2 separate regions of the Macaca mulatta genome follow, and region 1 is linked to region 2. The links are chromatin contacts, called in public Hi-C maps. All regions are on one chromosome and are shown on one strand. The core of a region is the stretch at or near the end of the contact, and the rest is flanking DNA. Distances in the headings are between cores, read along the strand shown.

Region 1 (6,261 bases), core at 2,774-5,273, 56 kb before region 2:
CCTGGCTGGTAAGAATTAACATGGCTGTAAATAATGTAAATTCTGTCAGATATCCAAAATGGTTAATGGGTATGAAGATTTTCATGTTAACTTTTAAAATCCTGACCATGCTTTAGTTATAAAACCTACTCAGGAAGACAGAAGTTAATGCTATTTGATGCATCACTTAGCAAGCTTTACCATTATACAAACAACTGACCAAGTTCTGATTACTTTTCCCATCAATAAAAGAAAAAAAAAAAAGCAAAAGAAAACTTCACGTATTTGACTAAATTATAAGGAATTTAAAAAAATGTTGATCCACCGTTCACTATTTTAATGAAATGAGAAACTCACCCAAGGTAAGGCTGCCTGGTGTGAACAGTATACACGACCACAAAAATTAGAGATAGACTAAACTCTGGGGTGTGGATGGGGGACCATTACTCTAGAGTCAATGGATGAGATTGGAAGAACCATAAGTTAATGAACAGACAGCTGACAAATGCTTCTAATCAACGTTCTTTCATCTTTTGTCAAATCATAACTGTAAAATCAATCCAATCAAATTGCAATTAGAACATCAGGGTACTAGAACAAGTTTTAATTGTCAGGTCCCAACAAATTTTTATCCTATTGGAGAGTGACATTTTAATATGCAGAAATAAAAGCAATCCAAATCGCTGCTTTAGTTTAAATCACCTACCAGATGGCAATTTATTTTCCAACTTCACATTTTCTTCTTGGGCTGGAAAGTCTTCAGAAACTTCTGTGGCTCTTATTTCTCTTCTTTGCCGAATGGACATCATGATGTCAGACTTTCATGCATTGTTCTCCCAATCACTCCTACACAGAAATAAACAGGCCATCAACGTCAGTACCTTCTCCCCAACACACCCCGTGCTCATCCATGCTGAAATGCCTTTACTAATGCCATTTTCCCTCGATTCGCATGCCCTCCCATCTTTTTTTTTCTTCCCCCTAAGACAGGGTCTCACTGTCACCAAGGCTGGAGTGCAGTGGCATCATCATGGCTCACTGGAGCCTCTACTTCCCCAGGCTCAGGTGATCCTCCCATCTCAGCCTCCCGAGTATCTGGGCTACAGGAATGTGCTACCACACCAGGCTAATTATTTTTTGTAAAGATGGGGTCTTCCTATCTTGCCCAGGCTGGTAGTGAACTCCTGGCCTCATGCGATCCTCCCCGCCTTGGCCTCCCAAAGTGCTAGGATTACATGCATGAGCCGTTCTGCCCAGCCTGCCCTTGATCTTGCCATCTAAATCGTTGCTGGCCTTCAAAGCTACACTCAAAACATAAATATTTATTTGACTCAATCATATTTATTCATGAAGCATGTGCTCTACAGCAGGCCCTGCCAGGAGTCACGAAACCAGGTGAGCAACACACACAAGACGCTGTTCTTCCAGAACATCTTGGCACATTCCAGTTCTGGCTGATCTTCTCCCTCCCTGAGCCATAGCAGTTACCATGCAATGCGTCACGTAATTACACAGTTGTGTATTATTTTCTACTTCCATAGGCGGTAGTAGGTCTTCAGTACCTCCCACAGAAGTGGCCACGTGGGAGATACTCCATAGTAAATGTGTTGACAACCGGATTTTGAAGAACTAAAATATTGTTTTGTCTCAGGTACCTGAATTTTAACACCAGTGTTCTATAAAACAATTCACACTGGCAGCTTCAGGAATATGCCTCAGTGGTGATGACTGCGGGGGTGTGCCAATCAGGGCAGCTGCTATCCCAGGGAGCGTCGGTGGGAGTAACTGCGGGGAGCAGGAGCCTGGTTTGGCAGCAGTAAGTGGGAGGCGGGGGAGTGGTGGCAGTGAGTAAGCAGGTTCTAGTCCTCCAGAACATCTTGCTTCACTCCTCTGAATAATGAACAGCCTCTTACTAATTATTTCTCAAATGTGACTAGTAGCCTGACATGATTGTTTCCACAGTTTATTAATTCCTAAGGGGAACTTGCTCTACAGAACAAACCAACTAACATTATACAATTCATGTATTCATTCATACCAAAAATAAAAAATAAAAAAGCAGGAAGCCAGATTTAAGTACTGCGCTTTCAAGCACTGGAAATGGAGAACCTGGAACAGAGAGCGTGTTTAACAAAGTCCTACAGCCACAGATGGGCTTATCCCCCATGTGACCTCATCCTAGAGTCCTCCCTAAGTGGGAAAGGACTTTTTAAAACAATTCATATATTCTAATATGGTAAGGCAGAAAACCAACACATATTTAAGTACCAATTATGTGTCAGGCACTGCAATAGTCCCATGAACTATGAAACAAAAAGTTCCTCCATCAGATCAAAAGGAATGCCATTGTAAGCGACTGAAAAGGGACCAGACTCGATTCTTTATTAATAAGGACGACTAGTGCTGGCCGAGCAAGGCGGCTCATGTTAATTCCAGCGCTTTGGGAGGTTGAGGCAGGAGGATCACTTCTGACCAAGAGTTTGAGACCAGCCTGGGCAACAGGGCGAGACCCTATCTATACAATAAATAAAATAAAAATAAAAATAAAATAAAATAAAATAAAATAAAATAAAATAATTAGGCGGGTGCGGTGGTGCACGCTTGTGGTCCCAGCTATTCCAGAGGCTGAGGTGGGAGAATCGCTTGAGCCCAGGAATTCGATGTTGCAGTGAGCCGTGATCGCGCCACTGCACTCCAGCCTGGGCCAGAGAGCGAGACCCCCGTCTCTAAAAAAAAAAAAATTAAAAAGCCTAGCGCTCTAGTGAGCATCCCCTGGGTGAGGCAGGCACCGGGTCCGCTTACCTACGCGCCACGCCCCTGCACACCTGGCGTCCCCATCAGGTAGGTCTCCCAGGACAGGGGCAGCCGGGAAGTTCGGGCGAGCGGCCCTGGGGGTCGCAGCCCAGGCCCTGCCTCGCCGCACTGCCGTCGCGCAGAAGCCGCTCCGCAAACTTGGTCCCTCCCGAGTCCAGCCCGGCCCGCGTCCCGGCTGACACTTCCGCGCTCCGCCCCTCCCGACGCCCCGACGCCGCGGCCGCGCCCCCCGAATGCGCCACGCGGCGGGGCGGGGCGGCCTGAGGGGCTCAAAGCTGTAGCCGTGTGTTCCGCCGGCGGCCGCCCGCCCTCTCGGGGGACCCTCCCCCGCGCGTCCCCGCGCGCCGCCACAGACCTGCGGTCTCAGCGGTCCTCACGCGCGGCTCCGGGAGGGGAAGGAGGCCGACTGGGCTAGGCGGGAGCGGGGCAGCGCCACGGGCCGCAGCGCGCCGCGGGGACAAGGAGGGCAGAGCCGCCGCGGAGCTTTGTGGAAATGAGGGGCTGGGGGGCGTCGACAGCCCCGGGGAGGGGGCGCGCCGGAGAGGCCTGGCGGCTGCGGCCGCGCCCATAGGCCCCAGGAGCTGTTCGTCAACAGGAGTCTCCGCCTCCTTCCGCGGATCCCCGCCCCGTCTCGTGCGGCGCTGGCCGGAAGGAAGCGGCACACTTCCGCTTGCCTGGCCTGCCTTGAGTCTGGTCTGTTCCGGAGACTCTGAGCGGCGCCGCGGAGCCGCTGTCGTGGGGAGCGGGGTGCGAATCTTGTGTTTGCTCTCGGCGGCGCCGGTCACCTCAGGCCAGAGCTAGAGATTCGGCTCGGGAGAGGAGGGCCCGGCGACTCCGAGGAAGGGTCGCCTCGAGCCACACGGCCCGGAGCAGCGGCTCTGCGGTGGCCCCCGGGGTTTGGGAATGGTGCGGGCCTGGGAGCCCCTGAGGGCCTGATTTACGGGACTTCCCATCCTTCCTCCTTCCTGCCGTCCCCTGCTGTGTGGCGGATGCGCAGGGATCGGTAGGGACGCCAGCAGTAGGGCCACTCGGGCCTGCCCCGCTTCCCGCGTTGCCCGGCCTGGCGCGCCGCCTCCAAGCCTTGGCAAAGCCCCAGTGCCCGATTGCCGCTGAAGTCCTTTAACGACTGCCCGTCAGCGTCCCGCAGAGAGGGATTTTCGTCTCCAAAGACGCCCCTTTTCACAAAATAGACTCCTCTGTGTTCTCACTTGGGTATATTTTTCTGTCTCCAAACTAGATTGGCAGCCGCTTTTTGAGAGCAGGTAGTGACTGTGCTATATTTCTAGATACCTTTGTTAGTCACACCACGAAAAACACTAAATGGAACCTTTTTTGAAATTATTTTTTAGAGATGAGGCTCTCTGTCGCCCAGGCTGGAGTGCAATGGTGCTATCACGGCTCACTGCAACCTCGACCTCCTGGGCTCAAGCAATCCTCCCGCCTCAGCCTCCCGAGTAGCTGGGACCAGAGGCTCGCACTGCTATGCCCGGCTAATTTTTAAATTTTTCGTAGAGACGAGGGTCTTGCTTTGTCGTCCAGGCTGGAGTGCAGTGGTGTGATCATAGCTCACTGCAACCTTAGTCCCGTGCACCCAAGTGACCCTGCTTCCTCAGCCTCCTGAGTAGCTGAGATTCATTTTAATTTTTGAAGAGATGGGGTCTCATTGTGTTGCCCAGTCTGGTCTAAAACTCCTGAGTTGAGGCAGGCCTGCCTCAGCCTCTCAAAATGTTGGGATTACAGGCTTGAGCCACTGCACTGGGCCCATCAAACGTTTTATTTGTCAGCATATACTTTACATGTTAATTGATTTTTGTTAAAGGAATGGCCATCTGGGACCTCCACCCTTGAAAAGGCGCTCATTGGTCTGACTCCAAACTAAATTACTCCATCCAGGAAGCCTTTCCTAGTCACCTCTGCTGGAGATCGTCCTCCTTTGTGTGTCGGTTGTTAGTAAAGAGCACACATTCTGTGCGAAGATATTAAGGTATCTGCTGGAAGACTTCGATAGAAACAAATGCAGCTGTTTTTTCAGATGACATTTGTCTTGTTTCAACCTGGTGGTTGGTAGCTTTTCTGTCGCCTGGCTTGAGGGCAAGGACTGTATGTTTATTATCTGTCATGTTAAGATGACTTTATGTACATTTGTCTGCTTCATCAATACGTAGGTGAATTGAGTCCCCCTTAAATAGGATTTCCCTCTTACTGTATAGGTTTTTTTTTTTTTTCTCTTCACTCTGGGGGAAATGTGACCATTGTGAAACATCATCGCTTAAAAAGAAAGTAGAATTCAGCAGCAGCTGCTTGTTTTAATACTATGAAAGGACATTCCTAAGCAAGATAAAGCTTTGAGACTTTTCCTAAGTAGGACCTACTGCTGAGAGTAAGTCTTGGGGAGAATAAGCCAATTAAGAATTAGTCTTTGGTTCTGATAAAGTAACGATGGAGGTGATGGGTAATGAGTGTAGGTCCTCGCTCACACTTCTGGCCATATGAGCCAGGAGCCAGAGAGGAAATGTAAAAGGAATGGGCTCCAGTAATGGACTGTGACTGCAGTGGTGGTGTAGAGGAAGACTTCTGGTGTGCAGTAGGTTTAGAAGCCTAAATGGTCTCCCTGGTTGTCTCTGCCAGGGCCAGCAATACTTGTGCTGTGCATCTCAAAAGTGTGGTCTGGGGATCTGCAGCGTCACTGTCACCATCACTTGGGAGGTTAAATGCACGTTATCGGAAACCATCATTCTTAGCAAACTATCGCAAGAACAGAAAACCAAACACTGCATTTTCTCACTCATGGTGGGAATTGAACAATGAGAACACTTGGACACAGGAAGGGGAACGTCACACACCAGGGGCTATTGTGAGGTGGGGGGAGGGGAGAGGGATAGCATTAGGAGATATACCTAATGTAAATGACGAGTTAATGGGTGCAGCACACCAACATGGCACATGTATACATATGTAACTAACCTGCACGTTGTGCACATGTACCCTAGAACTTAAAGTATAATAAAAAAAAAAATGCACGTTGTCAGGTCCTACCCCACGCCTACTGAATTTAGAATCTGTAGGGCTAGGGGACCACTAATCTTTAAGAAGTTCATATGGTTAGGCTTTATGTCCCCACCCAAATCTCATCTTGAATTGTAATTCCCATAATCCCCACCGTTCAAGGGAGAGACCAGGTGGAGGTAATTGAATTATGGAGGCAGCTTCCCCCATGCTGTTCTCGTGATAGTGAGTTCTCACGAGATGTGATGGTTTTATAAGGGGCTCTTGCCTCTTCGCTCAGCACTTCTTCCGGCCTCCTTATGAAGAAAGTGCCTTGCTTCCCCCTTTGCCTTCTGCCATGATTGTAAGTTTCCTGAGGCCTCCTCAGCCACGCTGAACTGTGAGTCAGTTAAACAACTTTCCTTTAAATTACCCAGTCTTGGGCATTCTTTACAGCAGTATTCTTCAGAGCAGTATGTATAG
Region 2 (7,022 bases), core at 535-3,034:
ACTCTTTGGGACAGGCTAGGTGGGTTATACAATCTTATAAATAAGGAAACACTCAGTGTGGTTTAAGTGACTTACCCAAGGTTACATGGCTGTTAAGTGGCAGAGCCAGTGTCTTTCAAATCAATTCCTGAAATTAACACAGTCCCTTGGATCAATCTTCAAAATCCAGCTGTGGCCAAGAACGAAAGTATATAGTATCAAAACATTTCTCTTTCTTGGTGAAACAAAGTAACGATTTTTTTTGGCAGTGAAAAATGTCTCAATATTCCATGTAAAAAGAAATTCAGAGGAATGTTCATGCAACCCCATTACGTAATGCAAATTTAAATAATTTATCTAACAAGCCGACTTGAGGGTTTTGCAAAAGTTAGGAAAAAATAGCTCTAGAAACTTCTCCCAATAATTGTGTATTTTGTTTTACCTCAGAATTTACGTACTGGACTCTACACGATTGCTTTTACTGACACCATTTTCTAATGAGAATGGAACAATAAATTGCACATTGCTATTTTAATCTAAACTAAAAACACAATCTAACGAGTGATTCTGCAAATTTTGCAAGCACAATAGGCAGAAAAACAGCGTAAAAAGATATGACACAGTGGTGTGACCTATATATCTTCTAATGCAGTTTCCTACTCTGGTCCTACATTTCTTTGCCACTGTTTCTTATACTGGCTAGAATAAATCTAAAAGATAAAAAAATGCTTATTCGTTTCACCTACAATGCAACTACCTTATCGATTACAGTTAAGTAAAATAGCTCACTGCCAGGGCAGAAAAAACATCTTTAGGGCTCCCCTGAAGTTAATTTTCAACGAGTTAGTGAGGTAAAGGAATGAAGGGCCAGGCTTTCTTTTAATCAATAACGCAAGCCATACTCTGAGTGAGAGCAGAGTACTGGAGGAAGTGCAAACTCGAAGAGGTGATAAATCCAGTAATTGCCTGAGAAGAGCGATGCAGACTGATAGCAAATTACAGCCCACTGCAGAAACTTAAAAAGACCGCCTTGGGGTTGGGAAAGTGGCCTCCACCTTATTAATCATCCCGGCCTTCTACACAAACCATTCATTCCGATGCCCCAGGTCTTAAGAGGTGGGAACTTTCCCTGATGGTCTCCGTGATCTCTGGAGATATCATTCTATCTCCAGAGGACGGTAATAAATGCAGAAGACCAGGACTGCGTTTCCGTACTAGCTTTTTCTACACCACGCACTGGCTAAAGGACTGAGGTGATGGGTGGGGAATGAGGGGGCTTAGAAAATTAATCAAAAGATGCTGTGAGAACATCGCTGCTGGGTCCATCCCGGCTGGCCTAAACGATCTCACGTCCGCAGAAGGAAGCAACGCCTGCGGGCGGGCCTGCAAGCGGGCAGGGCTGGTGACAGTATGCGGGGAGCAGCGGGTTCCCCCCACCCCCAGCTGCAGGGCAAGCCCGGAGTCTCCGCAGGCCTTGCTGCACAGAAGACAGAACCGGGACACGGAACTTGGGGCTTGTGGCTAGCACCGGGAGGGGCTCGGCCGGCTGAGGAGGAAGCGAGCGCCGGCAGAGGCCTGAGGGGAGGATGCACATGGCCGGCGGCGGCGCTAACAGCGGGCGGAGGGGCGGCCCCGGGGCGCGGTACCTGCGGTCAGGCGGCGGCTGCTGCTTCCGCGAGCCTCGTTTGGCCAGCCAGGACCCGGCCGTGCCCTCGCCCTCGTCCTTGCCCACCTCTCTCCCGGCTCTTTTCCCTCTTTTCCCCCGCTTTCCCCCTCCTCATCCGGAGCTCCAAAATGGCGGCGCTGGGGATGGATCACGTGAGCCGCCAGTGGGTCAGGTGACCCGAATGGCGGGCAGCGGGGGCGGGGCGAGGCTCAGGCCCCGCCCCCGGGCATCCCGGGCCGCTGAGGCTGGACCTGCGAGAGGGAGGCTTCCTAGGCGGCTTAGGCCCTTGCAAATCCCGGCTCTCAGGCGGGGTTCAGGCCCAGTTGTCTGGCTCTTACGGCCCCTTCCAGACGTCTAGGTTTAGAAGTCACCTTGTATTCACTTTGGCATCTCCCCATGTCGCCTAAATCCGCTCTGGGCTAGCCTTATCACCCCACTCACCCCGCAATTGGTTTTCAACAATGAGCATTGTTTTTTTTTTTTTCTTTAGACTTGTGCTTCTAGATTTGTATTAGTTCTTTTGGTAGGACTGTACATTTTGAGGTGTTCTTGGCTAAAATATAGAGGTCCTAGCCAGATTCGCAGCTTGGCTTTAAGGGGTGCCTGTTAAGGACAAGGGCTGGGGGGGAAATCTCTTTGCTTGAGAGATTCAGAATTTTCAGGGTTTGTAGGACCAGAGCCAGTAACACAACCTCAGCCCTCCGAGGGCACGATGGTGTTTGTCATTCGGATCTGTTTTATGAAAGATACTAGGGTGGTTCCCCTGCTAACAGTGAAAAACGGACTGAGTGAAGCTTTCCAACCAATTTCACCAAAAATGCTGGATAGTTTTGCCGTATTAGGAACTACTCAGCGTGGTGCTTGGTTCTGGACTCCGGGTGAGCGGTGGACATGAGCAAGGAAGTAAAACTGAAGATTCTGGCCATTGTAATGGAATGGACTCGTTTGGTGAGATACCTCTTGGGGATCTATTCCAGATCTTTTAGAAGCCTTTACAGCTGGCTGGGCTGTCCACGGTCCTGGGAGGAAGAGCCAACAAAATTTAGAATCAGAAAGGCTGATAATTCCTGTTACTGTATTTCGGAATACAAATTCATCTGAATTTGGGGGTTAGGAAACCAGCAAAGTTAGAATTTTTATTTTTATTTTTTTGAAACAGAGTCTCACTCTCTCCCCAGGCTGGAGTGCAGTGGCGCAATCTCGGCTCACTGCAGCCTCCGCCTCCCAGGTTCAAGTGATTGTCCTGCCTCAGCCTCCCCAGTAGCTGGCACTACAGGGCGTGCCCCACCAGGCCCATCTAATTTTTTTCTTTCTTTTTTTTTTTTTTTTTGAGACGGAGTCTCTGTCACCCAGGCTGGAGTGCAGTGGTGTGATCTCGGCTCATCACAAGCTCTGCCTCCCGGGTTCCCGCCATTCTCCTGCCTCAGCCTCCCGAGTAGCTGGGACTACAGGCGCCCGCCACCACGCCCGGCTAACTTTTTGTATTTTTAGTAGAGATGGGGTTTCACCATGTTAGCCAGGATGGTCTCGATCTCCTGACCTCGTGATCCGCCCGCCTCGGCCTCCCAAAGTGTTGGGATTACAGGCGTGAGCCACCGCCCCCGGCCATTTTTTTGTATTTTTAGTAGAGATGGGGTTTCGCCATATTGGCCAGGATGGTCTTGATCTCTTGACCTCAGGATCCACCTGCCTCAGCCTCCCAAAGTACTGGGGTTATGGGCGTGAGCCACCGCACCCGTCCGCAAAGTTAGAATTCTGCCGTTCCACAGAATCCTTTGCCAATTAGACCAAAGAGCTATGAAGAAATAAAAATAAAATGTCGAGTAATTTTTTTTCAATAAAAGGTAAGAGATTGAGCAGGAGACTAGCATAGAAGGGTGGAAGGAAAAAACAGTCAAGGAAAACCAGAAATACGAAGTGTTGAAAGGGAGAACAAACAAGTAAGATGAACAATTCCTTCCCTAGGGCTATTGGCACAAACCATCTTAGCTTATCATTATCTGAAGAGAGCCTTTTCATTACTCATGTCTTAAGTGTAATGTCCATGAATCTGAAAGTAGGTAGACGAAATGACAGAATTATTTGATCAAGGGAGAGTGCGGAAACAGTATAATATAATCCAGGGAAATAAAGAACTTCTACAACAAGCGAACTAAAGTGTATCTTTGTCTGAAGTTCCTGTGGTGGTCATTACTGGTATTCACCAGCTAGTTCCCATTGTCCCTCTTCTGGCATAAGGTTAGATAGAACTTCTTGGCCCTGTGGCTTGGGGGTGTGGCCAGTACTGGTGTTGGTGAATGGATGGTGTGTGGGAGTGAGGGCATTCCCTTCATGCTGGAGCATTTAATTGCCAGTGCAGTTCCCTCCAGAATACATTTCCCTTTGGCCTTGATGACTGGCAATGTTTCAGGTGGCGGCCACCCCGTCAGCCAGCATCTTAGAGGGACAACGATGAACTAAGTCCCCAGCTGACCCATGGTGGTGGATATGTAGGGTGAGCAAGTCTCTGATGATTTTGGAGCTGATTTTTTGTTGTTGTTTTTTGAGACGGAGTCTCACTCTGTGGCCCAGGCTGGAGTGCAGTGGTGCGATTCCATCTCACTGCAACCTCCCCGTGCTGGGTTCAAGCGATTCTCCTGCCTCAGCCTCCTGAGTAGCTGGGATTATAGGTGCATGCCACCACTCCCAGATAATTTTGTATTTTTAGTAGACGAGGTTTCACCATGTCAGCCAGGCTGATCTCAAACTCCCAACCTCAGATGATCTACCCACCTTGGCCTCCCAAAGTGCTGGGATTACAGGCGTGAGCCACCACACCTGGCCTGGCCTTTTTTTTTTTTTTTTTTCCTTTTCTTCAATTTTAGATTTGGGAGGTCCATGTGCAGATTTGTTACATGGTATATTACGTGATACTGAGATATGGGCTTCCATTGATTCCCTCACCCGAATAGTGAACATGGTACCCTACAGGTAGTTTTTCAAAGCTTTCCCCCGTCCATGCCTCTCCCATTTTGGGGTCCCCAGTGTTCATTTTTCCCTTCTTTATGTCCATGTATACCCCATGTTTAGCTCCCACTTATAAGTGAAAACATGCAGTATTGGGCTTTCTGTTTCTCTATTAATTTGCTTAGGATAATGGCCTCCAGCTGCATCCATGTTGCTGCAAGGGACATGATTTTGTTCTTTTTTATGGCTGCATAGTATTCCTTGCTGTTAATATGTATTGCTTTTTCTTTATCCAGTCTACCATTGATGGGCATTTCGGTTGATTCCGTGTCTTTGCAATTGTGCATAGTGCTTCAGTAAATATAGGAGTGCAGGTGTCTTTTCGGTAAAATGATTTATCTTCCTTTGGGTATGCACCCAGTAGTGGGATTGTTGGGTGGAATGGTAATTCTAATGTTAGTTCTTTGAGAACTCTGTTTGTTACTGTAGCATGACACAGCCACTGATACCCACTCCCTACTCTGATGTACCTGCAACAGCCAGAGCCATTAAGAAGAAATCATTATAGGCAGAAAGGAATGATAATGAAAGAATTAGGGCCTTAATTCCTGAAGACTGAGAAAGTATACAGTGCAGAATCTGATAGAAAAACCAAGTCAACTTCAAAAAGCCTGGGACACAGAACCTCAGTATTTGTTTTTCCTAGAAAAGAATTTGCTGGAAAATTACAGTCACCATTTTTAAGTCAGAAGAATGCAAAGGCGTTCAGATGTAGTTCCACTGAACTTGTGGACATCTCACCTAAACTCTTCTCAGCACCTCTCACCTGCCACAGAGTGTTATTTATCATGATTTAATTAAACAATCCTAGTAAGATTTAGTATTATAGATAGGAAACTCGCTTACTCAGTTATCTAGCGCCTATTCAGTGGAATCTGATTGTGTCTCCAGATGAGGGATGACCCGGTAACTGAATCCCTATCTCCACACACCTCATTATTTTACTTTGAGGCCATTAATTAGTTGATGAGGCTAAAGGTTTCGCTTCTCCTACAAGTATCATAGGTCTCCGTATCTCCTAAAGTCACCATGGAATTTGATGACACATAGTGCTTTACAAGTTGAACTGGAGCACTGCTTACATTTTGGGAACACTGAAGACAGTGCCTCGAGTAAGTTGCCAAGGTGATGACTGGTTGTAAACTGAATGAGACATTGAACCAGTTGAAACTGGAGGAAGACCTACTTGTTTCCAGCCACAATACTTATGAAGGACACCTTGTCTTTGGTGTGATAAGATTAGATTTCTTTTGAAGGAATTAATCATGTAAGTCTTTGGCACAGCACAGAAAATTGGACGAGACGTGTGGCCCGTATTTCTTTAAGCTGTAATTTTTATCATGACCTTTAAAAAATACACTGCCTCAAAAAAGGAGAGATGGTACAAGGGTGAGAGGAGGCAAAAGAGCTAAAAGGGAAAAAAGGATGTGGTAGTGTGAGCTGAGAAAAATAAACCCAAAAATTGTCCCTGACTTTGCTACTTAGCTCTTGTGGGACTGTGAGCAAGTGGGCTCCGTCTTTCCGATGTTTTCACCTTGCTTGTAAAACAAGAAGTTCAATTTATCCCTTTTTTGAGCTCCAGGTGACTGGTATATAGAAGCACAGAGTTTAATGATAGGAGTCCTCTGGGTTCAAGATGGAACTCTATCATTAAGAATAATGGCAAGACTTGATTTTATTAATGAATGAAAAGATTGCTTGATGTAAGTCAGAAGGAATGTAAGATGAAAAGATGTGATATATTATTATATATACAGCTGTCAGTAATAAATTAACATTAGCTCTGGATTCCTTACACTTTGCATCCTGAATATACACCTAGAAATACTTCATAATTATAGTTCAGGTCTCAAGGACCATCATAAATTATCCATCTGTCATTCATTCTCTGCTAAAAGCCACAGACCTACGTTTTTTCAACAGCACATCGACATCTAAAATCCCTGGTGCTATGAGGCATACATATTAATTGATTTCTTATTGAGGGCCCAAGTAAACCAGAAGGATACAGAATGATCAACCATGACGACGAAGAGGAGGAGAAAGGGCAGGGGACGTGATTGTGAAAGTTGGCTCTGGCTAACACTGGACTTTGCTTAATTTGCAGCTCTGCTGTTTTGGGGCTGAGATGCTAACTTATTTAGAAAAGGCCCACCGAGGAACTCAGACATAGCAAATATAGCAGTCCTGCAGTCAACACTGGGACAGAATTCTCTCCAGAGTTCCCCTAGCCCTGAGACCCTGTCTTAGACTCAGGACCTGGGTATAAGGACAAGAATCAATAATGGTGACATCTAGCGGCCCACCTGCAATGTGCAGCCAAGCCACAGGGCACTCCAGTGGAAAGTGGGACCTGTGCCTGGTCCAAGCC

Evidence for each region. Hi-C and Micro-C count contacts between places; a contact is called where the count stands out from the background.
Region 1: a Hi-C map of liver shows a contact between it and region 2, with 2.6 times the contacts expected there. The contact joins the promoter of DPY19L3 here to the promoter of ZNF507 in region 2. A contact is called at or near these places in 4 of 14 Hi-C or Micro-C datasets (CD4 T cells, blood, cortical neurons and 1 more).

The regions. Positions count from the first base shown.
Region 1 is chr19:43,687,977-43,694,237 of T2T-MMU8v2.0, reverse strand. It overlaps DPY19L3 (dpy-19 like C-mannosyltransferase 3), which reads right to left and starts at 4,023. Exons shown (of 19, transcript XM_077982051.1): 1 at 3,477-4,023; 2 at 686-825. The coding sequence starts at 788. It overlaps LOC144337368 (a long non-coding RNA gene), which reads left to right and starts at 3,519. Exons shown (of 3, transcript XR_013410410.1): 1 at 3,519-4,055.
Region 2 is chr19:43,628,681-43,635,702 of T2T-MMU8v2.0, reverse strand. ZNF507 (zinc finger protein 507) reads right to left here and starts at 1,784. Exons shown (of 7, transcript NM_001260941.1): 1 at 1,626-1,784; 2 at 76-169.